2 separate regions of the Rattus norvegicus genome follow, and region 1 is linked to region 2. A link is a contact called in public Hi-C data. All regions are on one chromosome and are shown on one strand. Each heading gives the region's core, a stretch centred on a gene start, on an enhancer-like site or on the middle of the called end of the contact. The rest is flanking DNA. Distances are from core to core; before and after follow the strand shown. Region 1 holds the start of Kcnh7 (potassium voltage-gated channel subfamily H member 7). Region 2 overlaps Kcnh7 (potassium voltage-gated channel subfamily H member 7).

Region 1 (5,682 bases), core at 2,131-4,630, 140 kb before region 2:
ATAACTATATTTGATACATGCAAACTTTTTAAAGCTGGTTTCTTAAGTTCAAGTTTTTTAAAATGTGCTGGGAATTGAACCTAGCTTGGTATGCATGCTAAGGAAGCATGCTTTATCATTGATTAATATAACCAGCACACACATGTGAAGTGTATATAAAACTTCTTTATTATATTGTATTTATTAATTTTATTATGTTCCAGGCATTGTTAAAACATCTGTATATTTAAATTCTTAATAGCTTAGGTTCATGGCAGTGTGAATAACCAAGTGAGTTTTATGAGTCTATTTCATATCTTTACTCATAATTAGGTGACTGGATATCAAGCTATATATTTCACAGGATTCTAAGAGCTAGTATATATACATTTTCAGTTGTTGGACTTAACAACTCCAAAATAACCAAAATGATTTTTAGAAATAAATATCTGGTTAGATTTTAAGGGAGTGAGGAAGAAAGGACTTTCCAGCTAGCAAGAACCTTGAGTGTCACCCTCTGGCTTTATTCTATTATTGGGTGAGTATAGATTAATGTACTTGTCTCCACTATACCAATATATAATGCATGAACACAATTACTAGGGTAATTTAGAAACAGGATACCTTTAATCTTCTGCTCGAATCAATCAATTACAATACATAGATTATGGACTGTTCTATGATTTTATGTAGACTCATGAATAGAACTGGTCTTAGTTAAATGTGGCTGGGGAAATGTGAAACCTATAATCTTACTTATAAGTTACACAGGATATGGAAATTTATCATGTATTTCATTAACCAATCCTAACAGACCGTTCTGAGAGTTTCAGCTAAAGAGGAAATACTCTAGAGAATAGAATTCCATGTTTCCTCTTGAAGAATGTGGAGTTATAGGGTTTCTAAACTGAATAGCCTGTGAAAGTCAGTCTCACAGTCATAAACAGAAACACTGCACAGCAAACTTCTGCATGTCAAGTTTTCTTATCCTGTGGTAGGGAGACATTGTTTTCAAAATACAATGGGGATGGTTACTACCTTGGAGTGGTTTTCATTTTCTGAGCTTGCAAGTCATTTAAAATGTATTAGCTAGACATGCTGCTTTGTATTACTGCATCATGAAACCTTATAGGCCATGAAACTTTATATGGAAAACTTACAATCCACACCATTTGTATTCCTTTATTCTCTGGAATCCTTGATTGGGGGGTATGTTTAAACTAAACTTATCAGCTTTAGTTTAAAAGCTAAGTAAAAATGGAAGGTATTTAAGAAATCTTTCAAAAATAGCAATTTGTATTTTTCTAGGCATTTGGTGACGAAGATTGGGGTATATGTCTTAACAGCCATTGACAGAGTTTGCAGTCCCACTGTCATTGTTGGGTATCCTACACTCACTAAGGCAGTATAAAATCAGCACCACGGATAGCTCCATATTTTAGCCTCTGGAACAGGAATTATTCTTGCAAGTCCAACAGCAGATGCAGAACAGGGTCACAAAATAATCTACCTACAAAGAAAAAGAAAAGGAAAAGAAAAGAAAGGAAAAAAGAAAAGAAAAGAAAAGAAACCAGGTATCTGCAAAGTGTGTGTCCTCAATATTGCAAGGAACATAACTGCACAGATTCAAGAAAAAAATCAAGCTAATAACTAGAAAATTGAACTTTACCAGGCACTGTCTTCCCTTTGATTTGTTTTTCAATACTTTCAATAAAATGAGTTAGAATTTCTTCAATTCTTGTTTTTATTTGGATTTTGGGGGCTTGCGTTTTATAGAATATAAGAAGTGTCATGTTAATCTCTTCTTTACCACAATACAGGTGGTTCACCCTCCTAAACTCACATTGCCTCTCCTGTCACTTAGCTCCACTCTCATTATTTATTTCACTTCAGATTTGAGGTGTAAGTGAAGAGATATCAGTCTGACTGATCTAGATAAAGTAGGACAATGGGCTGCAACCTGACTTATCAGCGACTTCTTTACCATGCAGCTACACGTCCTGATGGAAGTCTATGGTCCTTTATTGGCAGCCAGAAACAAGCGGTTTGTCTATGTTCTCTTTTGTAGCTTGAAACGATGATGATAAACACTTACAAACGGGCGCGTAGAAAGAGCTATTAAAGATGACCGCATAAATGAAGGGAAAGAAGCAGGAGGGGAGGAGATGAAACCTGGAAAATCAACTTTGAAAAGATGTTTTCCTAGCACAGCTTGCCTTAAGTATCCAGGAGCATGTGAACCAAATAAAGTACATGTAAATCAGGAGATTCCCACATTGGAAGCCTCCGAGAAGCAAGAACGAAGAGGTCTCAGTGTTGATCTTCTGGTCTCTTCTTGTCTTATGCAAGCACTTCCTTAGAAAAGGTGAGAAAACAAGAAATTGGCTAGTGTATTTAGAAGGTTATTAACAAGGGAGGTCACTTGAAGGCTGGGAACTCTTAGCCCCACCCACCTTTTGTTCCTCCTCCCTGGCGCTCAGCCTCACCCACTTCAAACTCTGGGCTTGTTTTGTACCATTTGCTTACACAATCTTTGGCAATCTCTAGCACAAGAGAGACCCAGACACCCTCAACATTGCAACTCCTCTGGGACTCCCTTGGGGAAACCCGGCATGCTCAGCGGTGCTCTGGATAGCCCGAGCTTTACTCAGGGCCCACCCCTGAGGGGCTCAGAGTCTGTAAGCTGAACCCCGAAATTGTACCTGCACTCTTAGGTGGCACATCTTAGATCTTCAGCATCCTGAGCGCCAGCAAAGCCGAGGCTGGCTTCCCACCTGTCTTTTCTTTGCAGCTGAGGGTGTGTTAGCTACCACGGTGTGAAGCGCTTAACGATGGAGCCCAGTGGCTAGTGGCTGTGGAGATCACCTTCCCAGAGTAGCTGTTTTATCACTGAGTTTTGGAGATTTCTTGGCTGCCTTCCGCTAAGGCACGCTTGAGTAACCCGAGCTGTGGTGGCGCCCAAGCTCCCAGGATAAAGGCTGTGTGTGTGTGTGTGTGTGTGTGTGTGTGTGTGTGTGTGTGTGTGTGTGTGTGTGTGTGTAGGGGGAGAGGGCGGGGACAGAAACGTCAACCCCCCACCCTGCCTCCTTTTCTTTTTCCCCTTCCTGCAAAAGGCGCACAAGTCTTCCACCCAACCGCACCCCCGCCCACCAGCAATCCTTTGGGCTCTGGGCAACAGCCAGGTTAAGCCCATTTGCACTGAGAAATTGGCGCTGTTTGGGAGAAGAGGAAACAGATCGATTGCCCTTGTGACTCCCCGCCCCGCCACCCCGGCCCAGCCCGCCCCCCGCGTTCCTCGGCCCTCCCCCGCCGCCTCCCGCACCCCGCCTCCTCCCCTCCCCGCCCCCAAGCCTCTCACTCGACGCAGGCCGGTGCGAGGCCCCCTCCGGAAGGTGAGCGGGATGGATTGGACTTCGGCGGGGAACGCGGGTGTCTCGAAGTGGTGCTAATGGAAAGAGATTTCTGCTCCCCAAAGAAGATGCGCTGCCACAAAGAGCGGCTTGCGCGCCGGCCTGGGCTCTAGCCCGGGAGACATCCCGGGAGAACTCCGAGCTCGGAGCGCTCGGCGAAGACCCGGGCAACATGCCTGTTCGCAGGGGGCATGTGGCACCGCAAAACACCTTCCTGGGGACCATCATACGGAAATTTGAAGGGCAGAGTAAGTTCGTTTGTTCTCTCCTGTCGCTCGCTTTCGGCTTTGGTAGACCACTTGGCGTCCGTCGCTTCCAAGCTAGAGGGATGGACAACTCCAGGCTGTCAAGTTAGAGACTGGAAAAGCCAGGCAGGCAGTTCGGGTGGCGGCGGGAGGGAGTGTTCTCTCTCTAATATTAATTTGGATTTACATTTTATATTATGGACTCCATTGTACAAGGCAATTTGATCCTCCTCTCCCACTGCTCCATTATCTGCCTTGGTACTTCATGCCCTACTAGTCTACTACCTTAAAGGGAACGTGCTGGTATAACATGGGCTTGTATTATAAGGCTCCTTTTCTGTGGCAGACTTTTTAAAGTCAGGAGCAGAACCGACGACTATAGGCTCCAAACAAGAGCATGTAAATGGTAGTATCGATGCAAATGGCTATGCAAACCGTGTTTTCTCGTGGTGTAAACTGCTGGGCTGTGGGATGTCAAGGATGCTTGCTTGACATTAGTTGACTCTTAAAACTGAACTTTGTACGGAAACAGAAAATAGACGCCAAAGAATAATTCGGTGAGCAGTGAACTGGTTTGAGTGCAAGCAGCTCACTACTGAAAAAACATATTTGTGTCTCTTTGTCGCTCCCCTAAATATAAGGTGTAGAAATGTAAAAAGCAAAGGGCAGTCCATGAATCCCACAGAGACTGAATGTAGAGAAATCTTATGTACTCATGTAAGCAAAACACCGGGAATTATTTTCTATAAATATAATAATTTAAAATCCTGTAGTTGTCTATTTATATTCTGCACTAACTCTACCTCAGCATGCATTCATGTTGCCTGCTTTATACATTTTTCCAGTACTGCATTTAGTGATGGGAAGATCTGGTACCTGTCTGTGTACAACATGAACTTCTCTATTCTGCTCCACATTCTTTCTGGAAATAGCAAATATAACTTGTTATCACACCTAATGTGATTTGTATTTAAATATCTACTATTATACAATATTATAGTTTGTTCCAAACAGAAAGTTTAAAAACTGTGTTATATTGTGTAATTGGATTTTTTTAATCTTGGAAATTGAGCGTCATGAAAGTGTGAATATTTTACATTATTTATTGTTGCTAAATGTGGAGTGGTTTCATTGCTAAAGATAATTGTCTTAAAAAGATAAAAGCATGTATTAAAAAATACAACATACGCCTTCTTTACAGAAGTCAAGAAAAACCAAATCCAAGAATAAGTACTTTGAGAAAGTTGCATTCTAAGGTCCAGTCAATGTTGAAGTGAGAAGCCTGGCAGTTACAGGACTTTTTAATTTTCTGGCTTAAGAAATTTTTATCATTCAATTAAATGCAATTCTGGAATTACCCATTGCCAAGTTGCTTGTCTGTCTGTCCACCAGGAACTCCTGGGACTCAAAGAGCTTGAGAACTAAACAAATTGGAAATTTCTGTTCTTGCAATTGAAGAGTAATTTTCTTAATTTCTTGTATTAAATCATGTATTGCCACAGATCTCACATGTGACATTTGTAGAGGTGTGTGTGTGTGTGTGTGTGTGTGTGTGTGTGTGTGTGTGTTTGTGATTTTTGTAATTCTCTTGGAAAGGTCTAAGTGATTTGGGGGAAGCCACTGCATTTCAGACCCTCATTATGCAACAAATTGCTTTACTGTTTGCGAGAACCTTTTGGAAGATTTTAAAAAGATGTCTTACCATCTTCTTGTTGCAGATAAAAAATTTATCATTGCAAATGCCAGAGTACAGAACTGTGCCATCATCTACTGCAATGATGGCTTCTGTGAGATGACAGGTTTCTCCAGGCCAGATGTCATGCAGAAGCCATGCACCTGCGACTTTCTCCATGGGCCTGAGACCAAGAGGCATGATATTGCCCAGATTGCCCAGGCGCTGTTGGGGTCAGAGGAGAGGAAAGTGGAGGTCACCTACTATCACAAGAATGGTAATGTGAATCCAGCTAGGATTCCTTCTATTTGATTCCCTTGGAGTGAAATTTCAATTACCGAAAGTTCATATGCAGACAAAGTCTCATAGAATTAAT
Region 2 (6,447 bases), core at 806-3,305:
TGGTTCCAAAGATGGTCTCACGTTTCTTGCACACACCTGTCCCATCTGCCTTCCTGACATTCCTATTTCCCTGGGTTTCCACATCCTACCTGCATGTTTTTCCATTTAATGATTTAGTGTGGGTACTTATTTGTTCTCTTGTGGACAAATATTCAGTATCCAGAAAGCCCATGTGATCCTTTCTAGCAACTATTTTTGACATTCTGTTGAACACTTTCTATTTTCTGCCCAGACACCATGGAGATAAAGGGTCTTCATTTACCGCTCTTCATTCTTTGCACATTTAAACTTCTGTCTTTATTCTTACCTGTCATTTCCCTCCCTTTGATTGTATCTTTAAGGAGAGGACAAGATGTTCTCCTAAGGGGGAATCTAATTATCTTGCCTTTGCCCCTGGACATGCATGCTTCAGTTAGTTCAGCACTGAGGTCCGTGGCGTGTTCATGCTCCACACTATTTTTGTTTTCTGCTCTCTTCTCTCTGTTCTACCTCATATTCCCTGGCTGGCAAATAAAAACACTCCCCTAGTTTGGAATGTTGGCTGGCAAATAAATCTGAGCTGCCTTCCTTTGGAACGTTATCCGAATTCCGTTAATGTTTTAACTGTCATCTTAAATTGTATATGCTTTGTCCTAGTATTTTCCAGCATTTCAGAAATCCTCTAACTCTATGCTGTTGGAGCTGCCAAACTGGCAGTAAAGAGAAGCAAAGACTCTACCCAATGAGTCTAGAATGAAATGAAGGTGATGACACTGTATAGAATAAACAGAAATTACTATAGGACATTTGATATCATTGCAAGTTAAGAAATATAAGAGGTACAAAGGATATGGAGAAGTGGATGGGAAAATGCAGTTTTAGTAGGGAAGAAGGAAAGTGAGTCACTGGAAAGTAACTTTGGTGGATGAAAAGAGAGGGCAAGTCTCAGCCTGCATACCTTCATGGACAGAACTAATAGAGAGGCTCTGAACATGGAGAACATGCTCCTTGTTATTGAGAAACTCACAGGAACACCAACCGGTCCAGACATAGTAGGTGCAGAGCTGTAGTAGAGAAGACTGACCCAGTGAGGTCACATGCCTGCTTCCTCTCTGTCCACCCATCTTACCTCCTTTGAGAACTCATTTGATAATATCTAGGTTGTTTACCTACTTATGTAACATGCACAACATATCTTGTACAATGGTATTTAGTGCTGTCCATTGCTTTATTGTTCACAGATATACTTCTGTTTGTAAGTGTTATGAAAAAAGATTTGATCAATGCTTATTCGATAAAATTAAATATGATACTATAATAAATGATTTCTTCTAAAACACTTAAATTTTTTCATTCAGTTACATATTCACTAGAAATAAGTGGTATTTAGTTACTTTGTAGTAAAGTCTTATTCATATACTCCTCTTTATGTAGAATGATATTTTGATACTAGGTTCTTTCTTAAAGAATATGAATTCCATTTGTTTTTTTACCTCTTTTAAATGTATGAGTTCTGTTCTGACTTTTCAAGTTTAAAGGGAAATCAGCCTCAGCCTTGAATAACCTCAAGGTTATAATAAAAAAAAAAAACCAACAACGAAAATGAAATCCTGTGTTCCATAGCCAAACAGATTTGTGTGATCTTCTAGGGAATTGCAAGGATTGCTTTATTTCAACATGAACCTCCTAAGGAACAGTGGCCTGTTGAAAGATATGCTACTAAATTTTGTCCTTGGGCTTCCATGAATGCATATTCTGATGTACTGCTAGGGAACACCACAGAACTGGAGATGTTCTTGGCTTTCAGAAATAGAAAGCTCCCCGCTCCAACTGTGCTCATTAAAGGTCTCAGTAACACACACTGCAGAAAATAAAGTGTGGGTTTAAATGACCAGACCAACCTCTGACTGTGGTTATTGCCTTTTTAAAGACAAGAGATGGTTAATGTGAACTGGCATTATTCCGAAGCCCTTTCCCTCCCACAGGCAGCTGCAGATGGGTCACATGGCTTTCCTGTGAGAGGAGATACTCGAGGGCAAACAGCGCATCAAGGTCTCTGCTCCGTTCTGAAATCAAATGTGTAACATAGGTGACAGCTGCAGTGATACATTTTGGAGGAGTTTGACTACCTTCAATTGGGCTGAATGGAACGATGATAGAGTGTGAAAAAAATGCTGATGCACATCTGAGCTCTTAACTGTGCCTTAGGTTAGAGAAGACCTTGACAGACCATCTAACACAGTATTTTTATCTGTAAGGTGGGAATAATTAGCAGGCCTACCTAGAGGATAAGAGCCTCCACCCAAAGCACACAATAGGCATTGGGTATATAAGAATTGCTTCTAATTTCACCAGCTTCCCCCTCCACATCATTGTCATCATCGTCATCATCATCATTGTCATCCTCATCATCATCATCACTTTCATAGTTATCATCATCATCGTCATCATCATTGTCATCCTCATCATCATTGTCATCCTATCATCATCACCATCACCACAACCATCATCCCTATCATCATCACTATCACAATCACCACCATCCCTGTCACCTTCCTCTTCATCTTCACCACAGTCATCATTCACCTAATCACTGAAGTCCTTCCAAAGTAAGTATACTTTTTTCACATTTATAAAAGTTTCACTTTTCTAGGGTCCTGTGGGATCAATGGGGGATCTGAAAATGGTTTCCTGAGTTGGTTAAGCCATCCTATTTGCAGCAGCCTGCAGTCCCCAGCAAAGCCCCCTAAGTTCTCCTGTCTGCAAATGGAGCACAAAGGATTTTACATTTGGCAGAGCTCTCTTCTGTGACTTGAAAGTGTACCTCTGTGGGCACGCACAGCAGAAGCTCATCCGAAATACCAGGAACTTTGAAATGTGAAGTCTGACTTTTAAATCAAGTACATTTCTGTGGAGTGTTTTCTTTCCAACTTTCTAATTTTATTGCATCATGAATGCTCCAGCTGGAAGCACTAGTTAACAGTTGGTTTAAAGTGTTTAAACTTAATTTTTAATGCATTTTAAGATTTTTTTTTGGTGTGTGTGTGTGTGAGGGGGGAGGGAGGGAGGGAAGAATGGAGAGAGGGAGAGAGAGAAAAAGAGAGAGGGAGAGAGAGAGAGAGAGAGAGAGAGAGAGAGAGAGAGAGAACTGGATCTCAAGGTTCACTAATAAGAAAAAAACAATGTTGCTGACTGCATTATTAATTATCAACGTTTTACTGAATCCTCCTCTCAGTGAGCTCTTACTTGTATAATTTAAAACCTGATCCTTGTTTAGTTGAAACTAGCCAGTCATTCACACTACAGAGCAGTGTGTTTTTTTTCAGCCTATGGGGAACAATGAGCATCATTAATTGAACTAATACCCATAGACCAGTTTGTCACAGTTTCGTGACTTAGAATATAGCAAACTCACCAGGATGAAAATTCCATACAGTTTCTTAGTGAGGAGTCAGGCAAATGTCTTGAATACACCAGGCTATGACAATTCTCTGAAGAGGCAACAAATGCTATAGAAAGTTCTAGTTTTCTCATAAGCAAACATTCTGTAGCGAGCAAGACTCCAATAATATAACTGCCATTACACTCTTCAGTTTCACAAACTGGTACTTCAAAAATTCCTTTGAATATGCAAACCTATATCTACTCTTGCTCCAATGGATTATGTCTGCTTTCTGGAGTAAGACATGTGCTTGCAGGAGGTGTCATTGGATCCTGAGCAGACACACGTCTTGAGCACAATGTCATCGGCAGACACATATTCCTTAACATACATTTTGTTTTTAGTTTTGGATAAGTTTTATAAATGTTATAAAATGTTTTCATCACTTTTCCTCAAGCCTAGTATGATCTAAATAATTATATACACTTGGAATTTGTAAGCATAACATAATACTTAATATAACTCAATGTTGGTACAAGGCCCAGGGATATAGCTCAATGGTACAGAGTATGCATTCAGTGCATTAGGTTCAGAGTTCAAGTGATTATACAATACATGATGTTCTGTAAAGCATATCCTAATTCATATTGCAAGTTCTTTAAGAGTGATAAATATTTATTTAATATGATCTCTCTGACATCTGTCATAGCAGAGGCTTTGGTAAAATATAAGGCTCCCATTTTGAGATTCCATGAGTTTTTTCCTGTTCATTGCCAACTCTACATTAATACAGAATTTGAGTTAAATACAAGAGACAAAGATATATTTCCAGCATGTTTCTGTTCTCTTTTCATACTCTGTTGCCACAAAGCTATTTTCCCCTCAACCACTAGAGAAGCCAGCAGGTTGTGGAGACAGTTGGCCAGTGCTCAGGGTCAAAGCCTGGGCATTTAGTTTGAGAACAGCTAAGGAAAAGGGCTACCCTGGGCTGCATGTGGAGAGAGAAAAATCTGACCATATTGGGCTGCAGACCTTTAAATTGATATTTTAAATTAATAATTCTTCAAAAGATAGTGCTCTAGAAATATTGACCCCTATTTTCATCTTGAATTAACATATACAACTTGTAACATAAAGGCTGGATTTTCTGTACAGAAAAGTGTTACATGACAAGTCAGTTTAAACCCATTGGAGAAAGGAAAGGTGACATCTCTAATGTCTTCCTCTAAGATTTCAATAATTGGATTTCTTTTCTGAGTTGACTATTTTGTTATTGTTCACATTGAGATAAGATTAATATTTTTCCATTATTTTGTCTCTTTTAATTTTCAAATGTATCAACAAGTGCCCATTCTGGTAACAGGCACATTTCTCTAAGGGAACTGAATTACAAAATGTAGCATGTAATTTAGTCAACGTCAAATACAATTTCAGTGGCAGGGGAGAGATATTAGGAAAACTGAAATGATATTTGTGCTCTAGTAAAATATTACCAGTGTATATATTAATTTTATTTTCACCTATGGTTATTAGCTGACATCATAGCATTTTCTGTAACCCTTTAAAAATTCATATAACAAAGGTCCTAGACTTACTGTAATCCAACACTTTTGAAACTATTTTCTACATTAATAAGTTTCATCTTCCTCTTTCTCTGCACTTTTCTAAGAAACAAGCATGCAGTGTTTGAACAGTTGGTAAACTGATTGCTTGATTGCTCTGTGTCCGTCATACATGATATCATAGAATTGCTAGAAATTCTAGTGCAGATAATCAAGACTATACTCAGCTGTTTTTGTTCTTTTTGTGATAATGTGTTGATTAGTGACTGGTAAGGCCTGTGTTGAAAAGTCAGTGTTGTTAGGCCAATTTTTGGACACATAATAGTATGAGATTTTCATTGTTTGATCCACAAAATAATGAGTGACTGTCACTTAGATATTTTGCACAATGCTTAAAAATTGCCTTTGTTGAATATAAACATATATTTTGAATTCTGTCTTATTGAAATCTAACATTTTATTGTATACCATGATCATATGTGTATGTATGTATGTATGTGTATTTATGTATGACATACATAGATTTAAATTTATAGCAAGTCAATTCTTTTTCTGACATTTCAAATTTCTATATTCTAGCACAAAAATGTAAGTTCTTAATATCATATGAATTCATTCATCACTCTGGGGGAGTAAAATGAGCAGATGTATGTCAGCCATGGCATTGCTCTGGTTATGTTGTAACTTTAGGTTTCATTCTTCTGACTCATCAAACTACCAATAAGTCAGGTGTCTCATGCATAGAGTAGAGATAATAATGATTCATGGAGTTAATTGGGATCAAAAATATTTTACAATGAGTGCTTTTCTATCATTACCATGGCTGATATTTATCTTATTTGACTACATCGTCAAAAACCAAAATTATTTTAAGGTAGATGACCACCATTAAAACAATCTTCTCTATACCTCTGATAGCTCAGCTCCTCAGTGGCTTTTTGAGAGACCTCTATAATATCATTTTTGAGATTTATTTTTTGTTTTGTACTAAAAATATATTTCCCTCTCCAATCCCTACCATATATTCAGCCAGCTTTATTTCTCAATATAAAAGTGCAACCTGCATAATATGTATGATATATATACATATATATATGTATATATATATATATATCATATCTATATATGGCTTCTCCAGGGGTGCTCACGTTTTATGTCAGCTGCCACAGATTTCCTACTGAATTCCAAGAAAAATGAGGGAGCCCTTATTTCTAAATGCGAACCAAGCTGTATCCCTTAAGAAACACAAAAACAAATGTAAAATGTGCAAGTGGTTATGACACTGAGCATTGGTGATTGAAAAGGGATCCCTGGAGGAGGTCTGCTTTAAGATTTAAGAGGGCAAATAGAAATCAGCCAGGGAGAATCAGGAGTTGAAAGAGGATGTTCCAGGCACAGAGATCACTGTTTGGAAAACCCAAAGTTGCAAGAAAGGGAATTACAGACTCTATGAAATTCGTGAATAATAATTTAGCTCTGGATGTGATGTCTCTCCTTTTAACTATTGGAGCACACGTTGAGTTC

The links. A called contact is a pair of places that touch in the nucleus more often than the background predicts.
Region 1: a contact with region 2 is called in a Hi-C map of frontal cortex, with 1.7 times the contacts expected there. The contact joins the promoter of Kcnh7 here to the enhancer-like site in region 2.

What each region holds. Positions count from the first base shown.
Region 1 is chr3:68,228,369-68,234,050 of GRCr8, reverse strand. Kcnh7 (potassium voltage-gated channel subfamily H member 7) reads left to right here and starts at 3,380. Exons shown (of 16, transcript NM_131912.1): 1 at 3,380-3,637; 2 at 5,353-5,583. The coding sequence starts at 3,562. It overlaps LOC108350383 (a long non-coding RNA gene), which reads right to left and starts at 3,095. Exons shown (of 2, transcript XR_001837123.3): 1 at 2,682-3,095; 2 at 1-2,334.
Region 2 is chr3:68,088,854-68,095,300 of GRCr8, reverse strand. All of the region lies in intron 2 of Kcnh7 (potassium voltage-gated channel subfamily H member 7), which reads left to right. Among named protein-coding and RNA genes, the nearest start is that of Kcnh7, 140 kb to the left of the region's middle. Within about 2 kb of position 2,055, at least 2 of the 93 cell types and tissues checked have an H3K27ac peak or open chromatin away from gene starts, as enhancers often do.